3 separate regions of the Mus musculus genome follow, and all the other regions are linked to region 1. The links are chromatin contacts, called in public HiChIP or PLAC-seq maps. All regions are on one chromosome and are shown on one strand. Each heading gives the region's core, a stretch centred on a gene start, on an enhancer-like site or on the middle of the called end of the contact. The rest is flanking DNA. Distances are from core to core; before and after follow the strand shown.

The links. HiChIP or PLAC-seq counts read pairs in DNA pulled down with a chosen protein or histone mark.
Region 2: an HNF4G HiChIP or PLAC-seq map of pancreatic cancer cells shows a contact between it and region 1. The contact joins the promoter of Stk16 here to the promoter of Tns1 in region 1. A contact is called at or near these places in 1 of 39 promoter capture datasets (neutrophils) and 1 of 115 datasets of contacts at active chromatin or transcription factors (pancreatic cancer cells).
Region 3: a contact with region 1 is called in an H3K4me3 HiChIP or PLAC-seq map of embryonic forebrain, with 5 times the contacts expected there. The contact joins the promoter of Tmem169 here to the promoter of Tns1 in region 1. A contact is called at or near these places in 2 of 39 promoter capture datasets (liver and pre-B cells) and 1 of 115 datasets of contacts at active chromatin or transcription factors (embryonic forebrain).

What each region holds. Positions count from the first base shown.
Region 1 is chr1:74,122,757-74,126,127 of GRCm38.p6, forward strand. It overlaps Tns1 (tensin 1), which reads right to left and starts at 1,792. Exons shown (of 33, transcript NM_001289895.2): 1 at 1,536-1,792. The coding sequence starts at 1,691. It overlaps Rufy4 (RUN and FYVE domain containing 4), which reads left to right and starts at 2,785. Exons shown (of 12, transcript NM_001170641.1): 1 at 2,785-2,858.
Region 2 is chr1:75,209,056-75,212,511 of GRCm38.p6, forward strand. It overlaps Stk16 (serine/threonine kinase 16), which reads left to right and starts at 1,774. Exons shown (of 8, transcript NM_011494.5): 1 at 1,774-1,997; 2 at 2,185-2,359; 3 at 2,870-3,089. The coding sequence starts at 2,274. It overlaps Glb1l (galactosidase, beta 1-like), which reads right to left and starts at 1,700. Exons shown (of 17, transcript NM_029010.2): 1 at 1,536-1,700; 2 at 326-448; 3 at 1-167. The coding sequence starts at 385.
Region 3 is chr1:72,283,060-72,286,900 of GRCm38.p6, forward strand. It overlaps Tmem169 (transmembrane protein 169), which reads left to right and starts at 1,314. Exons shown (of 3, transcript NM_175564.4): 1 at 1,314-1,407. It overlaps Pecr (peroxisomal trans-2-enoyl-CoA reductase), which reads right to left and starts at 1,262. Exons shown (of 8, transcript NM_023523.6): 1 at 1,034-1,262. The coding sequence starts at 1,157. It overlaps Gm51631 (a long non-coding RNA gene), which reads right to left. Exons shown (of 3, transcript XR_003947863.1): 2 at 3,752-3,841; 3 at 1,439-1,689.

The DNA of each region.
Region 1 (3,371 bases), core at 542-3,041:
CTCTCTACTCGAATCCCCAACCCCCAGTGAGCAGCTCAGACTTACCCTCAAAGGGATAACCCAGGATCTGAGATAGGGAGAGCTACTGTCTCCTCATCAACCCTGGACATCTTGCAAGGTAGAGGAGTGAGAGGCTCTGAGCTGGGGTGGGGGTTGGAGAGGATATCCTAATGACTTTGGAGGGACAGGAAGCTAAGAGCTCTAGCATGTCACCCCAGTTCTGTGCCCATCACCAGGAACTGGGATACCCAATTCTTACTTCCAGGCTCCCCGAGTCCTCCCCCGGATTATTTCATGAGAATCCAGCTAGGACACCAGCCACTTTGGGACACAGATGACAATTCCGTCCCCAGATCTATCATTCATTGTGACCAGTCACTGTCTACCACCTTGCAGGATAGAGCGTTCCATTTACAAGTTCCCAACCCTGTGCCTCTGCCTGTGGCATATAACCACCAATATGCTCTCATCTGTGCCCTAGTGGTGTAGCCAGTCAAGTGGTGCAGAGGAGAGTCTTGGGCACTTGACGCACTCACAAAAACATGTGCATAAGTACATATTGCCATATCGGCCCGCCTCTGTCCGTATGGAGGTGCCCTGGGATGTGGTTGCAGGATGCACTTGGAGTCAACGCTAACTCTGCTGGCCTCCAGTGGAGAAGGAACTGAAGGGCCCCAGTCTCGCCCAGAACAAAGTCAGCACACCATCCCATGAGACTGCTCCTCCTATCCCGAGAGGGAGACTAGGGTTCTGCAAGGGCTGAACTAGAGATGGCCAGTCCCTGCTGATACAAAACACCATTTTTTTTCCTCTCCAGGAAAATACAGAGCCTATGCAAAGCCCGGGGTGTCCAGCCAGCCTGCTTCCCTGGTCATCACTATTTTTGCTCCTGGTCACTTTTCAGCATCCAGGTTCCAAGACTCACCGAGAAAAGAATAGGAGGGAGGAGAAAGGGGGACTCTACTGGACCCACCCACCTCCTCAGATCCTACTGTGGGCCCTGCTGGCTCTGACAGCCCCGTTCCTCCTGGTAGAAAACACCAAGACAGCCACCATTCTGCCCCCCCCCCCCCCACTCCAAGCTAAGAGGATATTAACCTTTCTCTCCTCACCCCAGCACCCTTGGGTGGTTCCAAATTCTCACTAATAGCCTGCTGCCTCCCTCTCTCTGCCTCTTGCTTTTTCCTCTTTCTTCTTGCTTGTTTTGGGTTTTTTGTCTTACTAGTTTTGGTGTTTGGGAGAGTTTGAGTTGGGGGATTTGGTTGGTTTTAGTTTGTTGGAGAAACGATCTCACTATGCTGGCCTTGGCTTAGAACCTCCCTGCTTCAATTTCTCTAGCAGTGGATCACAGACCTGGCACCAACGTCTCACAGGTATTTGCCCTTCAAGGACACCAGAGGCCCAGGTGTGACCTCCACAGAACTGACTGCAGGGCCCTCCCACTCTCCTACCTACACCTTCCCAGACTCCTTACTGTCCCAGATGGACCGGGCTCTGCCGTGCCCGCTGCCCGCATCCGGCCCACAGCTCCCTACCTGAAGCAGCAGCCGCCTCCTCGGGTCGGGCGCCGCACCCCCGGGCTCACAGCGCTCGGGCCGCGCGGGGCCCGGCGGAGTCCCGGGGGGCTGCGGGCCGCAGGAGGGCAGAGGCTCGAGCGCCTCGCAGCACACCAGGCTCACGGTGCAGCCCATCCGGCCCGGGACCCGGCGGGCCCGGGGCGGGGACGCGGACTACCCGCGAGCCGGCCCGCCCCCCAGCCCCAGCGACCTCTCGGCCCCAGGCGTCTGCGACGTGGGGAAGAAGGGCGACGCCCCCGGCCCGCCCCGTCGGAGTCCGCCTCCGCCTCCGCCACCGCTCTGCCAGGCAGTGGGAGTGCGGGGCCTGGCGAGGGGCGGCGACACGGACGCTGGAGGCAGAAGGCGGGGAGGGGACCCGAGGGCGCGGGAAGGCGGGAGGGGCGGCGGCGGGATCCCCGGGACAGGCTGAACTGGGAACGCAAGAGAGCGACGCCGTGACTAGTGAGCGACTGAGAGACTGACACCAGAGAAGGGATCTGAAGGGACAGAGACGGTGGCATGGAGGACGAGGGGAGCGCCGGGGTTAGATCTGGCTCTGCACCGGGCAGAAGGGCGGGACATGGAGCAGAGAACAGCACGTTTGGGGATCGCTCTGAGCCCTACTTACAAGTAGTTCCTCGAGCTCGTAAAAGTAGTTCTAGAAGTCCCTAACCCTTGGTTTTAAGTGACATGCCAGCCTGGCCTAGAAAAAGGATGACCCCAGCACCAGGAAGTTGAACGAGAGCAGCGGGAAAGACCACCCTACACCGAGCAGCCCACCTGGCGTTTCCATCCCCGGGAAGTGGGTACCAGGGCTGGAAGGAAGGCACCCCAACACTGACTGGGATCCCGCAGCTGGCTGGGGTAAGAGGAGGGAGAAAGACACTTGGTGGCCGTTTGCCCCTTCTCCCCACCTGTGTCACTTTCAGTCCAGTGACAGAAGAGACAACTCGAGAAAAGGAGCCCACTAGCGCTTCTGTCAGCCCCTTTCCGCCATCTACTGGCAACAAGACAGAAAGACAGGAGCAGGTGCCCGGGAAAGGAAGCCCCTGCCGGTGTTGTGTTTTGCCACCAACTGGCCTCATGCCAGATGACTTTGAGGAAGCCACCCATTCTGCCTCAGTGCCCTGATCTTTCTCTACCACTTCTCCCTGGCCAGGGTTGGTCCAGCCCCCTTCAGGCTGGGCTGAGTCACTCCCCAGGCAGGAGAGCTGGAAAAGACTGTGCAGAGCCCACAGTCACAAGGGACATACTCAGGCTACAGAATCCTGCCCACATCCCAAACAGACAAGCTTTTCTCAGGTGAGCACGGGAGTCCCTGGGCTTGGGGATTAGGTAGAGAGACCCTAGAAAAGGTCTGTAGAGAACTTCTTTTTTGTTTGTTTTTTGTTTTTTGTTTTTTTGAGACAGGGTTTCTCTGTATAGCCCTGGCTGTCCTGGAGCTTACTTTGTAGCCCAGGCTGGCCTCGAACTCAGAAATCCGCCTGCCTCTGCCTCTCCAGTGCTGGGATTAAAGGCGTGCGCCACCACGCCCAGCTTGTAGAGAACTTCTGTCTAACCCTTGGTGTACAGGTCAGGAAAGTGGAGCCTAAGAAAGGGTGACCAGTCCAGGACGGGACCTTTATCTTCTGACTCCCGATCCTGGGCCCCATGCACTGCTGTCCTAGCCTTTCTTTTCTTCTTTTCCCTTTCTTCCCCCCATGATCCACTGCTACAGGATCATGCCAGAGCTACCCTGCCCACAAACTCCAGCACTCCTGCCTGGGAAGCTGGACACCTGGCCTGGCTTTTGATGCCAGGATCTCAGCCTAAGCT
Region 2 (3,456 bases), core at 524-3,023, 1.1 Mb after region 1:
AACTGCACAGCGTTGAGGCCGCTCAACTGCATCTTGAGAAGCCGGTCGGCCCACAGAACCGGCGGTACTCGAAAGTAGTGCAGGCTGCCAGAAACATAGCGGAAGGGGACCCCATCCAGGAGGAATCTGTCATGTTCCCGATCCACAACGAAGGAGCGAGCTTCTGCCTGCAAGGGCGAAAGCCTGGCTCAGCAGAGGTCCGGAGTAAGGATCAGTGTCGGCCAAGTTTTAAAACTGGCCTTGTCGGTAGTTAACCATTTCTCCACTGCGGGATCCGTTTTCCTCTCCCCACACCCAGGCAGACAGTCCGACCCTTTGGGTTTACCTGGGACAGCAGCAGTAGGACCACAAGCCGCAGCAGCAGGGAAGGCAGGTCGGGTGGCATCTTCTGAGCTTACAAAGTTCTTCTATTCGGTGAGGGCTTTCCCACCCGTCACGTGTTGGATTCCTGGGAGGGAATCCGACATCAAGCAAAGGGGCGGAGACCACCTCAACTTTTCAGGCCGTTAACCCGGACTTTGCCTGTAGCCATCCACGGTCCACTAGTTTGTAAAATATTACTTCTCGAAGTGCTGAACCCGAATCAGTTCCATTAGCATCACCTGGGAGCTTGTTAGAAACGCAGAATCTCGGGTCCTACCCCAGACCTCTAGAATTAGAGTCTGTGCTTTAACAAACCTGCTCTTCTAAACTGAACTCTCGGAGGGCTGACAGGGTGTCTTAAATCTTCATGACTAGCAAAGGATCCGGCACATATCAGGTTAAATCTATATGCACGGGAGCAGTAAGGTTAAAACGGATTCAGAAACAGTGGAAAAACCTAGAAAATCTTCAGAGTGATCATGCTGTGGAAAGGGGTTACAAGAAGCCTGTCCTGGTCACTATCTTTTTTGGAGGTACACCCCTTTCCAATATATTCTGCCTGTCTAGGCAAGAGATGTGAAACAAACTGCATAGTTCATAGGCTTAGAAGTCTAATTTTCCACTTCTCCTGCCTTCACAGCCGTAGAAAATACTATTATTTCTGTTTATTGACACACATTGATATACGGCTGTTTCCAAAGTTGTACGAAAGACAACTCATTTAATTTTGAAACAACCCATGAAATAACTCTCATTCTCATCTTACACACGAGGAAAATGAAGGTTAGAAATAACAAGTAGCTGTCCAAAGTCACAACTAGCTCAGTAGAGCTGGGATTGGAACTAGTCAGTTTGGCCTCATAACTCACGACACTTAGCCGTAGGTACTGTCTTACAGCTGGGAAAAGTGAGGATCTGAAAGACTAAATAACTTGCAGGAGGCCACACAGCTAGGAGACTGTTAGGACCAGGTTTAGAAACGGGCACTCTAGTTTAAGGACACAGACACTAGCCAAGGCAGTGGAGTACAGGCTAGACCCCTGAGAGTGTTAAGGGGTCAGACCTCTTGGCATCTAAGGGTCAGCACCCGCCCTTCTCTGGTCCCTCCTCCAAGCTAGATTGTAGAAAGCCACTTTCTAACTCCAGCGCGCGGGAGCTATAAGACCTCCTACCTCTGACATTGGGAGACAGAGGTCCTAGGGGCCTCGGGCAGAGCCCTGCTTTGCTCCCCTTTGGTACTAGTCCCTGCGTCTTGACCCTTACTGAGGGCCAAGTGGGAACCCTCGGCGAGATAGAGAAACCAATACACCCCAGGTCTAGCCGGGCCCCAGCCTCTCACTTCCGGGTCCCCACATCCTCTTGCCGCCTCTTGTTGCTAGGATACAGCGGGCCGTTACTTCGACGCGGACTGATGATGTCATCCGGGCTTCCGGTCCCTGGCCCTTCGCACAGGCCGGAGACCGGTCGGTGTGGAGTTTGTAGTGGCAGACCCTGTGCTCGTTCCCGAGCGACGGAGGGTGGACTCGGCCAGAGGTGGGCTCGAGCCCCGCACCTCCTGCGCCGCCACCCCATGCCTGACGGGTGCGAGAGCTGGACCTGGCCGAAGGTGGGCCGGGGTTGAAAGAAGCGGCCTGGTAAGACGCAGCGTGGCCTGAGGCTTTGGGGTGCCAGAACTCAGCCTTCTTAGCGCTGGAGTCGCCAGGGCCAGTTTTCTTTAGACGTGAATATGGGTTCTTGGAGGTGAGCCTGAGCTCTCCTGGTTGGTACCTCCGTGGCTGTCTAGATTGTTCTTGAACCCGCGACTTGCTGTTTCCATTCCAGCATGACCCGCCGGGACCCCACCGCATCGCCTGGAAGAGCCCACTCTCCCTGGAAGGAAGACCATCCCTGAAGAGGATGACTGAGACGTTATGGGCCACGCACTGTGTGTCTGCTCCCGGGGAACTGTCATCATTGACAATAAGCGTTACCTCTTCGTCCAGAAATTGGGGGAAGGGTGAGTGTTTGGACGTCACTTAGCTAGACCCAGGTCGTTTAGAGACAGTGATAGAGTTGCAAGAGTGTTAGCCTTAGAGTCTACCCCACCTGACCGGTTAGCTGAACGGGTCAAGAAGTGGATTCTAGACTCTGGCCTCCTGGATCTACCTTGTGTGACCTTAAGTCAACTGTGGTTTCTTCTGCTTAAAAGGAGATGATTATAATGTCTCGCTGAGGGACTTGTGGAAACTCAGTGAGATAGTATATTCTTTAAAGCATGTCACCCAGTGCCTGACTCATGAGGACTTGAAATTAATTGAACACATTATGCTCAGACCAAAACCTCAGTGATTTCTGTGCCCCTGCTCTCGGGAAACGCAGATCCTAATGTCTTGAAACTATATGAGAGCTACATCTTGGGAGTGTTTCCACTCTGTGTAAGAGGCACTCCTCCCTAAGGGAATTCCTCTGGGTCCGAGCTATGTGAGAGATGACCATGGTCCTTCACTGTGACCCCTTTGGCCCACAGTGGATTCAGCTATGTGGACCTAGTGGAGGGCTTGCATGATGGACACTTCTACGCCCTGAAGCGGATCCTGTGCCATGAGCAGCAAGACCAGGAAGAAGCCCAACGAGAGGCAGAGATGCATCGCCTCTTCCAGCATCCCAACATCCTTCGCCTCATGGCTTACTCTCTGAAAGAACGAGGTGCTAAGCATGAAGCCTGGCTGCTGCTGCCCTTCTTCAAGGTCAGAGAAGCCTGTACTTACAGAGGGGATTGTAACATTGTGCAACCCCACCAGAGGCTCTGGGCAGGCAAACATAAACATTCTAGGAGCACATGCCCTGGTTTGGCCTTTTGTTTGTTTGTTTGTTTATTTGAGACAGGGTTTCTCTGTATAGCCCTAGCTGTCCTGGAACTCACTCTGTAGACCAGGCTGGCCTCGAACTCAGAAATCCGCCTGCTTCTGCCTCCCAAGTGCTGGGATTAAAGGCATGCGCCACCACTGCCTGGCTAGTTTTGGCCATTCTTAAGTTGGGGCTCAGAGGACTATAGGGTCCCCTGTGAACTTGACATCACACAAAGCCCCCAAAGGATCAGGAAGAGTGGCTATG
Region 3 (3,841 bases), core at 64-2,563, 1.8 Mb before region 1:
GTTCCACTTGATGTCAGATTTTTAAAAATCTACTTGTCAGGGCTGGAGAGACGGCTCAGCAGATAAGAGATCTGTCTGCTCTTCCAGAGGTCCTGAGTTCAATTTCCAGCAACCATATGGTAGCTCACAACCATCTGTAATGGGATCTGATACTGTCTTCTGGTGTGTCTGAAGACAGCTACAGTGTACTCATATACATAAAATAAAATTTTAAAAATCTTTAAAAAAAATCTACTTGTCAAAGCTCTTTGCACAATACAAGCGTCGTGTTGGAAATACTTTTCAAATATGCCTTTATAAACTTTGCACTCTTCCTTCTTACCCACATCTTCGAGGCAGGGTTTCTTTGTGAAACCTCGACTGACTTGGACCTCGATCTGTAGACCAGGCTAGCCTGAAACTCACAGAGATCCACCTGTCTCTGCCTCTTGAGTGCTGGAATTAAAGTCATATGTCACCACCACCTGGGAACAGTTTGCTTTGGGTTAAGAGTAAACCCAAAACCCGGACATGGTGGCGCACGCCTTTAATCCCAGCACTCGGGAGGCAGAGGCAGGCGGATTTCTGAGTTCGAGGCCAGCTGGTCTACAAAGTGAATTCCAGGACAGCCTGGGCTAATAAAAAGAAACCCTGTCTAGAAAAAAACAAAAAAAACAAAACAAAATAACAAAAAAAAGTAAACCCAAAGAAGATGCACATTCTCACATATTTAAATATTAAATGTAACTATTTTCTTCTTGATGGCTTCCTTGTGCGTGTGTTTACGTGATCATTCTAAGTTTAATAACTTTTCCTTTTTCTTGCTTTTAGCACAGGGGACGTGAGAAGAAAATCTGATCAGGGCCTCTCAACATTTCTCGGCTATTCGGAATAAAACCTCTGTTATTTCGTTTTCCCTCATTGCTCAGCTCTGCAGACCGGAGCTTTGCAACCTCTTCCCGGTCCGCCAGCACTCCCCTCTGTCTCTGAACCCAGTTTACCCGAGCTGGACCTCTGCGGACACTAGCCCAGCCCCAGAGGCCTGCTCACGTACCCAGGTGCAGGAGCTCCCGGGAGACGGCTTTTCCAATGCCTGTGCCCCCGCCGGTGACCACGGCCACTTGGTTCTTCAGCAACCCGGCCGCTAGGTAGCTCTGACCAGTCTTCCAAGAGCCCATGGCCACAAAGTGTCTGTCTCTGAGTTCTTGCTAAAGCTAGACCACGTGTTCCTCAGAAGTAGCTCTATTAGTAGCAGTCCTTGGCCACGTAACCAAACAGACCCCGCCCCTAAGTCCGCGTGGTCCCGCCTCAGGCCCCGCCCAGGCCCCGCCTTCGCGGCGCGCTAGGCCTCCTCCCAGAGCTGGACCGCTCCTGGCGGCCGCCCGCAGCCGTCTGCATCCTCAGCTTCCCTCCTGGGTCCCAGTGAAGGTGTGGGTGAGACTCCTCGTTCGATTTTTTTCATATTTATTTTTAAATGTCGGTGACATTGGGGGGAAACGACAGAGGAATGAAAAGAGAGTGAGAAAGAACGAAATGGGAAGGATATTTTCTGTTCTGAAAATCCAATCCTTGGGGCCATAGCTCCCACCGTTAATTAAAATTACATCTCCAGAGCATCTGTGTAGAGAAAGGCTGCAGGTCTGGGCCCTCGCAGTACCGATCTGCAACAGACATCTGGCTGTCTGGGCTTCAGCAGCTGTGTGCAGAGGGCTAGGAAGTGGGGAAAGGCTTAGGTTAGCTGAAGGGAAGCCATCCAGGTCCCAGATCCCTTCTTCTTCAGGGAGGGAGTCGAAAGGGAGGAGGGGGTGGGGCAGGAGAGGGCACACAGTTGCAGTTATCCACAGAGCCTAAATAATGAATGATTAAACAAAATGATTTTAGGCCACCCTCACCTCATTCTCAGTGCCCCACCCAGAAATGAAAAAAAAAAGCACCCTTCCATAGATTTGAGACCTGGTCCGTTTCATCTGGGTTATATAGCAGCAGATAAAGATGAATCGTTGCATGGTTCTTGTAAGATTCATTTCTAGGTTTATGGTTTTGGAACCTGCCTTTTAGCTCCTACCTTCAGCAAGGAACTTATCAGCTCCCAGTTGGTTCCAAGGAACAATTTATTGTTCACATTCTGTTTGTTTTGAATTAATTATTATTATTAATTTTTTTTTGAGACAAGGTCTCTCTCTCTATAGCCCTGGCTGTCCTGGAACTCACTATGTAGATCAGGTTGGCCTGGAACTTAAGAGATTCCCCCTGCCTCTGCCTACTGAATGCTGGGATTAAAGGCATGGGATACCATGCCCTGCCCTTCTGTTTGTTCATTTAAAAATTAACATTACATATGTGTGTGTGTGTGTGTGTGTGTGTGTGTGTGTGTGTGTGAGAAGACGAATTGCAGGAGTCAGTTCTCTTCTTGTACCGTATGGGTGCCACCAGGGATTGAACCCCATCATCAAGCGCAGCAGCAGCAGCCTTGCCCTCTTAGCTCTTTTCTGTTTATCTCTTTCCTTATGTCGGACTATGCTAGGTCATTGGTCTTAATCCAGGACAACAGTCTTTCTAACTTTGCCGGGGGTGCTCTGTTTTCCCTTTTCCAGTCAACAAATGCCATTTGTGTCTGTTTGGGGAGGTGGCGGTTGGAGCCACTACTTAAAAAATTCACAGAGAGAAGTGAAGTTAGACACTGGGTCTCTCGCACCAGCCAGACTGCAGTTCTGAGAGCACCTCTAGGCCCTCCACCTCCCTGGCCTTCTCTGACCTCTTTTTAGAAGCACTTCCCTCTCCAGCTTAGCTGCTGATGGATTCCAACCAGCACGCAGAAAGGAAGAGCTAAAGCTCTCTGGCTGTTTTTGTCTGGGAAGTCCATCAAGAGCTCTGGTAGCCGTCTGTTTATGTCAGTTATGTGATCATGAACACATTAAAAAATGGCACCACTGTAACCTCTTTTTAAAAATAATTCTTTTGTGTGTGTGTGTGTGTGTGTGTGTGTGTGTGTGGTGTATTTGTGTGTGTATGTGTGTTCCTGTTGAAGCCAGAGGAGATTGCTGGATATCCTTCTTTAGCATTGTCAGCCCTATAATCCCTTGAGACAGGGTCTCTCACTGAACCAGGAGCTTGCCCCCTTTAACTGGTGGGAGTCACAGACATCCTCCTGTCTGGCTTAGCCAGGGTTCTGGGGATTTGACTGGGGTCTTAATCCTTGCACAGAAATTAGTACCCTTTCCTGCTGGACCATCTCCACAGTCCCCTAAAAATACATTTAAATAGAGATGTTGAAGAATTGTTTCAGAAAAATACAGTTCCCAGCTATGTGATTCCCAAGGGCAAAGTGATCTATGTTGTTTGTTCTTCTGCCATGCTGAAGATCCAACCACGGAGCTTGCACTCGAGTTCCTCCACAGAGCCGAGCTAAACCTCCATCTCTCTCAAATGTGCAGAGAGAGAGAGAGAGAGAGAGAGAGAGAGAGAGAGAGAGAGAGAGAGAGAGAGAGAGAGAGGTCACTGAACAGACTGAGGCAGGTACTCTTAATGAGAACTGACTGGGGATGGGAGGCAGTTAAGTCCAATGGGCATGACAAGGTGCCATCTCTCAGCTGCAGGGATTTTGCAGCTGAGCAGTCAGTTCTTTCCCTCAATTCTGTTAAAACCTGTGGTTCAGGGGTGTGGGATCTCTCCAAGGGCTCCTTGGTTTAAAATAAAGAGATATGTTCTCTTTGTCTCGGCCTCCCGCCGCCCGGGTTTTAAGATCCTCCTAGCCCCTGAAAAATCACCACACCTGGCAATTTCACCTGGAAGTCCTTTATTTTCAGATTTGAGTCCTGGCCCCTGGTCCATGCCTCACCCTAGACCACCACCATGCTGCTTT